2 separate regions of the Gossypium hirsutum genome follow, and region 1 is linked to region 2. A link is a contact called in public Hi-C data. All regions are on one chromosome and are shown on one strand. Each heading gives the region's core, a stretch centred on a gene start, on an enhancer-like site or on the middle of the called end of the contact. The rest is flanking DNA. Distances are from core to core; before and after follow the strand shown. Region 1 holds the start of LOC121213894 (auxin-induced protein 6B). Region 2 has its middle 8.6 kb from the start of LOC121213893.

The links. A called contact is a pair of places that touch in the nucleus more often than the background predicts.
Region 1: a Hi-C map of leaf shows a contact between it and region 2, with 2.3 times the contacts expected there. The contact joins the promoter of LOC121213894 here to the enhancer-like site in region 2. A contact is called at or near these places in 6 of 34 Hi-C or Micro-C datasets (fibers, leaf and petal).

The regions. Positions count from the first base shown.
Region 1 is chrD01:17,830,155-17,834,435 of Gossypium_hirsutum_v2.1, forward strand. LOC121213894 (auxin-induced protein 6B) reads right to left here and starts at 1,370. Exons shown (of 1, transcript XM_041087237.1): 1 at 230-1,370. The coding sequence starts at 1,157. The coding sequence ends at 705.
Region 2 is chrD01:17,780,242-17,784,495 of Gossypium_hirsutum_v2.1, forward strand. No RefSeq gene overlaps it. Among protein-coding and RNA genes, the nearest start is that of LOC121213893, 8.6 kb to the left of the region's middle. Within about 2 kb of position 2,955, at least 3 of the 9 cell types and tissues checked have an H3K27ac peak or open chromatin away from gene starts, as enhancers often do. A contact at or near this core is called in leaf, where this site is marked.

The DNA of each region.
Region 1 (4,281 bases), core at 120-2,619, 48 kb after region 2:
AGTTCTTTTTTATTGTAATATTTTCAGTTTATTTTAGTTATTTCACCAAAAATCATTTTTATTATAATCTTTTCAGTTTATTTTGCTTATATCAAAAAAAAAAAAAAGCTAACGGCTGCCACATGATTGTAAAATTACAATTTGTAATTCATCTGCTAATATTAATAAATTAAAATTGCAATTTTCAAAAAACATCGAAAGTAAAAAAAAAAAGAAATTGAAAATTAAATTAATAATGGAAATAATTGAACATATTGATGGAATTAATATCTGTACATTGTTTTCTTCACCAATCAATAAATCTCAGAATTTACACAAAATCACTTTGTTCTTGTTTTCTTCTTGAGACTTGAGTTGAATAGTCTCAATGTCTCGATTCGATACCTTTTTCCTTTGCTCCCATTCCGATTCGAACTCGGGACGACTCGCTGGGTAGCTCACCCACCTTTCTCTGCCATCTCCATGCATTTCCGGAGCTATCATTATTGACTCGGTTCATTTTGCCCCCAATATCAACCAATTTTTAAAAATAAAAAATAAAAAATGAAAACCCCACTATGAATTAGTAACCAGCTTCTCAACTCGGCCAACTCACTTGCTTCAACAGCGTATAATGAATTGTTCACTCGAGCTAATTCAGAACTGAGTGAAAAACCCGGGTAAGAATCAAAGCGGTTTCCTTTTTGTTCTCACTGTTTCCTGAATTACCAAATTGTTTTCTCAACGAACCCATGAAGTAACGGTCGAGATTCGGTCCACAAATCGAAATTACTCCTGATTCCTACGTGACAGTTTCCTTTAAAGTCCTCGATGCACGTGAACTTACCGGAGTGACCCGAATCCGAACGGGAAATAAATCGGATCACTTCTTCGAAAACGGTCTCGTCGCAGGGGATGGACAACGGGCCTTGATTAGTGAAGCCGTACTCTTCCTCGGCTTGGATAAGGAGTTTCTTAAAGACGGGGTGGTTCAGGTACGTCAACCGCACCACAAATCTCCTGCAGCTCGTCCCCACATAGACCGCCACATGTCCCGCCGGCACATCGGACGGGATGCGACTGGCCGACACGCGGGCCTTGTTTCTCCACCGCCGGAGCATTTGGCGAAGCCTCACAATGTGGCGGATTTTGCTGCATTTCCCAAGCCCCGGCGACATTTTCCCGGCAAATTATGAAATGAAGGAGAAAAAAATGAAAGTGTCTGGGTATTTGAGGAGAAAGATTGGAGGTTGTGAATGGGAGGATGGAATTTAGGAGGGAGGATTTTATAAAAAGGAATGTAGAAGAATGCCCCTAAAGTTTGAGATAACTACAAGGCTGTGTCTGTTGTGCTATTGGTGAGCAATTAAATAAAAACTTAAAAATGTCTTTTGGCAATTGGCCTACTGTATCATTATCAGTAAATAAATCATCGAAACCAAGAATAAATTCAAAATCCATTTATATGGTTTAATATTTTTTGGATGATGAAAATTATTATTGTTATAATATAATCAACCCTTAATACTTACACATTCTACTAAATTAATCGTAAGTGATAAAGAGATAGTAAATCATTGCATTGCATACTGATGTTATTGCTAAAGGATTTCAACTTCATACAATTCCAACTTTGAATTCCCCATTGCTAATATTTAATGTTGAAAACTCTGAGAAAAACAAAGGATGTAATGAAATAAATTGAAGCCTCGAGAAAACCCACCACATGCAATGCTAGAAAGCAAAGTTGATGGCTTTACAAGTGGTTGAGTCAACTGGAAGCTGCTTTTCTTTTCTAAATCATATCAAAAAAAAAAACGAATTTGTATTCTCCATATCTGACTTTGCTATCCATGTGCCAGGATACCCCATCTCTGTTCTTTTTTTTTTTTTATTTCCTAAATATATCATTTATGGAAATTATTTTAACATATATAATTAACACCCAACATTTCATCATATAAGTATACATTTAAATCATTTATATTTTATTTATACTTAAAATGTATTATGGGAGTCTCTATATTAAGAATCGAATTATATTTTTTTTCTATTAAAAAAATAAATAAATTAGTCTTTTTACTTTAGATCAAAGAGTAAATTACTTATTCTATTTTTATTGTTAAAAAGTGATTTCTATACATTAATATAAGATACGCATGACATTCCATGTTGCATTGATTGATTATTTTCTAAACCAAGCAAAACACGTACACTAATTTTGAAAACATATAAACCCCCTTGCCTCCCATCTATCCCAAGCTAACTCAAACATTCAAAATTTTAAAATAATAAAAAATATTTAATATATTATCATTGGAGGTTTTAAACTCTACGAACATTAATAAATGTTGTATAAAAATATATAATAATTTCGAAGTAGGAAATATTAAATCATTCATTTTCACATATTATTTATGAAAGGTGATTGGATTGATGGGTCCACGTGCATGTTTTGGGCAGGTAGGGTGCATCCCCCCAAACCTCATAGTATTTGCACGTTAAGAAGTGAGAAACAACCCCACTTGCTAGGATTTAAGGATCATATCATTTATTTCGTTTTTATCGCAAATGTCCTTCCAATTTCAACATAATACATCCCCATATATAGATATTGTAAATATTAATCGAAAAGAAAATGCCAACACACATTAAAAAGCTGTAATAATACTTTCATTATTTTTTTCCATATCACAAGTTTTTCTGCATAGAAAACAATAAAATTATGGCCAACGCAAGGAGAAACAGGTGGAAATTTGAAGTAGTAAAAGTAAAAAAATTAAAAGTCAAACACTATAAATTGAAGTTTCTCTTTTATTTTATAAAATTGTATAAAAAAAATTTTAAAATCTCATTTCACCCACACTTTTTTATATTTTCAAGCCTAATACTTACACGTCAATCACACAAAATAGTATGATACTAGGTGTTGATCCAGACCCCTAACATTCCAACTTATAAGTATCATAGTGATGGGAGATACAGCGTAGCTAAACCCATATTTAGATAGTAGTAGAATCGACAACAACTTCAGACCCAATAACACTAATCCTATGGGATTTACTTCCCAACTCTATCCTCTAAGTTCATTTCCCTACCCAAATCACTAAAATCAATATTGTTATCAAGACAAGCAACAACTACATTACCATAGCATTGTCTTGGTTGTTTTCCCTTGCCCCCATAGCATTGTTTTCATTCCTTGCTATGCCATTGAAATCATCAGGAGAGTTTGAATTTAAAGGATTTAAACCCCCTCGTTCTGATTGGGTCTTCTCATCGCTGGCCATCCTTCAACTATCGAATTCTGGATCAAGTTCGATAAAAAACATTATCAATACCATTACCATTATCATTCTTAACATTTACCATCTCATTATCAACATTTTGCTCACCTGCTCCTAACTGAAACTTGTTTCTCTAGAACGAGTAGGAACTATCACTTGTACAACAACATTTAGCCTAAGTTCCACATATGTTGACCTCATAGGACCATGACTCCTTGTAGCCCATATCGTACCATTAAAATAGATCTAGTAGACATTAGATTCCATCTAAAAACCTAGTCGCAATATGATTTCTCCCATTTGTTCATTTAACTGTTCTTCCATTCCAATCAATGTGAAGAACATTGCTTGCTACTTTCCCTAGCCTTGTTGCAATGAAGGGCCTCATATACTCCAAAGGGAGCCCCATATCTGCACTCATGTAAAGAGAACCATCCTTGGATGAATATTTGGAGACCATTAGGTAATCATCAACACGGCTCTTTCGATTACCCAAGCCTCCTCTCTATGTATAAACTGAAGATGTACAATGTTGTCGAATCGTAACACAAAAATACCCATCTTTAGAGGGTACAACCACGCTCTCTTACTTGTTTATCTGCATGTGGAGATTAAACCAAAAATTTCTAAAATCATGAATATGAGCAATCATATAGTGACTCCAATGTGTTATACTTAAAGCAAGGTCCTCCTGGTCGAAGTGCACCACCAATCCTTTTTCTCACTTGAACATTGTTTAGTTGATGGAGTTCCATCTCCAACGTATGTTGAATATGGGATTCCTTGTCCAATCCTCATTACTCTCTGACCAATTGCAATATTTTACAAGACTTGTAGGCATTTTTGGTTTAGTAGGATTTTTAAGACTGACAATGAGGGAGCTTGAAAAAGAGTAAGAATTGGTTATGAATTACGCGGGCGATGACTTTGATGATTATTTTCTATTCATCCTCTCTCGCAATTATTATTCCGAATAGTATAGTGTTTATCCACATTAGTGTCAAGCCATCGTTCT
Region 2 (4,254 bases), core at 1,705-4,204:
CAATTGCATGATAGTGGTGAAAACTTATCGGGAAGAAATAGAGCGACATGGTCAAACTCATGTATATATTTAATGTTTATTTGTTGTCAGCAAGTAAAAGTTTGATTTAGTGAAAACCAAAAAAAGGTTTGATTTGGTTTATTTATAATGTAAACTAATATGGATTTTATTATGTATAATTCTAATGGCGCCCCTACGAGGATGCTAATATTCGAGACACCATACCAGTAGAGGTGTTTTCTCGATCTGACATATGGTGTACTAATTCATCCATTATTAACTTTGCTACTGTTGAGTGGCATCACCCGGATCAAATTATGCACCAATTTGGTTTGCATCAATTGATCCTTGCTAATCAAAGAAATATAGACAACGCTCATAAGATCAACAAGTGAAACAGGGTGGGGATTGACTAAAGATTGTTCCATCGTGATTGAATTGCTTTGTGGGACAATCATCAGGGGTTAGTGGTGAATGGATTTGATAACCAAGGCAATTACGAGGTGGGCCCAGGTTATATGAAATGGTTCGAAGCTAAAGGGAAACCATTTTTGTTGCCTCAAGCGAAAATCCCATATCGCTCAAGACGTTCTCTAAGGTGGGTTAGGCACTGAATGATGCCTTCATATGCCTTACAGTCTATAGAACCACTAAATGTAGATGATTATTAGTTGGTTACGGTGTCATTCTCCAACTTGAACAGAATGAACGACATAGTCATCAGTCTTTGACGTTTAGTTATTGACCAGATATGCCAGACTCAACAAATTCAATGCAGTTCTAGGGTGCATCTAGCAATATGCAACAACTGCAAATGTCCTAGAATTAGACAGTAGGGCTTGATGATCCAACTATGTGGTTCGGGTTGGATGCAATGTGGGGTCAAGGTTTACAAACATAAAAATTTATAATCATCATTTTTAAACTAGCCAAATCTACATGACAATTTAGCTTACATTTTTTTCCAATGCTTTCTTTTCCACTCTTCGAACCTTAAAAAACAACAATGTTAAACATTTAAAATCTAAAAAATTCAAAATAAGATTTACAATAAAATTTTTTACTTACGTAGGGTTGATAAGTGGTTTAGGGTTTTTCTATATAATTCTTTTTTTACACAACAATTCTTTACAAATGGTGATCGTTTTTTTAGGTCTGTTTTGTTTTGAATGCTTTTGGCTAGAATGTGGTTTTTTTAGGGTTGTTTGAATCATTTCTCACTTTCTTTTTATACAAAAAGTGGTGTTAATTATGGGATTCCTGGAATGATTAGTCTTGTCCGTGGTAGGGGAGTGGAGAATCTTTGCACCAAATCTCCACCTCGAGGGATAATTTGGGTCCTTGAGGCAGCAAAGAGTCCTTGCTCACCTACCATAGACAAGAAGCCTCAAATCGCCACTTCAATGCATGATTTAGGTCTCACATTATTATACCTTCTGTGCGAACACCAATCCCTAATAATATCTACTGATGCTCATTAATACCCCAAATCGTAACCTTAAATGGCGATTTAGCCTTGGTTCAAGTCACCCCATATTATTTATGTTAAAAAAAATTTCAACCTATATTATTTCAGTAATAAGTTTTTTTTTGTATTATTCTAATCAAAAAGCCTGATTGTGGGGCTTATTTGCTTGTGTAGTTATTTTCTTTTCTTATGGGCCTAAGTCCTCCTTCACTTGATACCTGACAGTTCAGTGTCGACTTTTGACTTTAATCTCTGGCTATAGATAGTATTGCTCTCTTATTTCTTTATCATGATTAAGCTCTTTCGTGACTAGGGTGAGCATTTGATTGAATCGAGTGAAAATTTGCTAGTTAATTAAGGTAGCAAGTCCTATTTTATCATCTTAACTTGATTTGAAATTTTTTCGAGTTGAGTTAAGTGAAATTGTTTGAGTTAAATTAAAAATACTAAACACGTCGAATTAAAATCTTGTTACAATATAACTAATTCCATGTTAGAGCACATAAATTTAAAATTATATATATTTCAAAACTTTTTTGAAACAAAATAATAGAAAATAAGATACTTTAGTATGATAAACTTGAATAATTAATTAACTTATTTAGGTCCCAAAATTATTATTTTAGAAAATTTTAAAATTTTTAACTTTCTTTATATTTTTTAGAATTTATATATATTTCTAAAAAAATATAAATTATAGAATTTTTATAAATATTTTGAATTTTAAAAATTATTTTAATTTTTTTGTAATTTTTGTTGAGAGTGATTAATTTGCTGATTTTTAAAATTGATAGGGATCAAACGAGTATGTACACTAATCTGTTATTCGAATTATCAAAATTGTTTGAATTGTAAAATTTAACTTGACTCGAATTTGAATAATTCGATTCGATTAACTCGAAATTTAATTTTTTAAAATTTTTCGAATCGAATTTTGTTCATCCCTATTTGTGACTTCGATTTCCTCTTGTCGCGTTTTCTCTATATGGCATGCAGATTATTTGACCAGCTTCGGCTTTAATTCCAAGGGTTTAGATTCTAGCCTTTTGTACCTTTTAGGTTTGTTGTTTAGGGGTAAACCTTTGAACTTGTTGATGGGGTGAACTTCACCCATTTATTGTTGAATATTATGATGATCACCGATTGTGAAAAGACACCGTCTTTAGAAATCGGAATTCCATTGAATACAACAGACATGATAATGCTCTCTCCACTACGTCTGGTTCTTCAATTCCTTCCAACATCCCCTTTTGATTAAGGGTCATTTGATAGAGAGATAAGCAACGTTGATTACGACAAACATTTCCATTCCTTTAGGCAAAGCGAAACACTCGAGTCAAAATCATCACATGTTATTTCTGTATTCAAATTTAACTTTAAAATCTACTCAGCAACTTTGTCATTTTTAGCAAAGATTGTGGGCGGTGCCGTGGGTCGATGTCAACCAATCTTTTATGCAATAATGCCGCTCACCGGCACACTATCGATACAACTCGGATTATTTTGACCAAACGGCTGGTTGCGTCTACATCGATGTGGTGGGCTCAGTTTCAGCCATTTTCATGCTTTTTAGTTTTATTTTAAGATTGGTGTGCATCTGCTTCAACTAGGGATTTATAAGATGTAATTAACTACGTCTACCTTATAAAACTTTAAAATAGAATAATGGTTCTACTTCCGTGCTTCTTCTTTTTTTCTTTTTTTTTTTCTCAAACTAGTGTATTAAGCAGCACTCACTTAAGGGGTCTCTCTTACAAAAACTTTAAAATAGATAAAAAGTTAAAAAAAAAGTTGATTCAATAATCTAATATTAAGGTTTTGCAACTGAATTATGGGGGTGGGGGGTGGGGAGGCATTCTTTAAAATTATCATTATTGGAATTATCATAATAAATCAATAAAAAATTATCATAATAAGTCTTATTGGATAAGCTACTATTTTGGATCATTAAAATTTATCAAACTAATTATTAGATTTAATATAACATACTATTATTTGATTAGTTTTAGCAAAGTGTAGATACTTTTTAAAACATGAACAACAATTAAAGCAGAAGTTTAATTATCAAGTCAAATATCGATCATTTGCTTGTCCATTATGGGATTGATGAACAGTAAACTTCTAAATTATCAACCTTCGAAAAGATAGGGTTAGAGAAAAAAAATCCATTTGAATGTATTTAATATTTACTTTATAATTAACTTTAATTTTTATGATATAAAAATAACTATATATTTTAAAATATTATATAGATTTTTCTTAAAACTATTATATAAGAATTATTAATTATTTGAAAAAAATTTATTTTTTAGAAAAATTTATAAAAAAAAAGAGTTTGAAGTTTTATTAAATAATATAAAAAAAGAATAAAACATTTTTTTTTCAAAATAAAATTTAAAACTCAAAATTAATAAAAGGAAACAACGATAGACCAAATAATATTAATTATAAGGGAGTATATTTGATGCACGGGTAGTGCATGAAGCCTATGCACCATCAATGCACCACAATTTACTACATTATTAATGAGTTAAATAAAAAAACTGAAGGAATTTTTTAATTAATACTAAAAATTTTACTTAAAAATAATTAAAAATAATTTTGATATTTTCCTTATTTCTCATCTACACATAAAACTAAGAGATTTTACAATTTTCAAAGAAATTAATAAATTTTAGATAGTGCTGTTGGAAAATATGGATATCACATATATAATAAGAGTAATTACATGTGTCATGCTATTTCTTCTTTGTTAATTTGAATACTAAGATCACTTCTTAATTTGT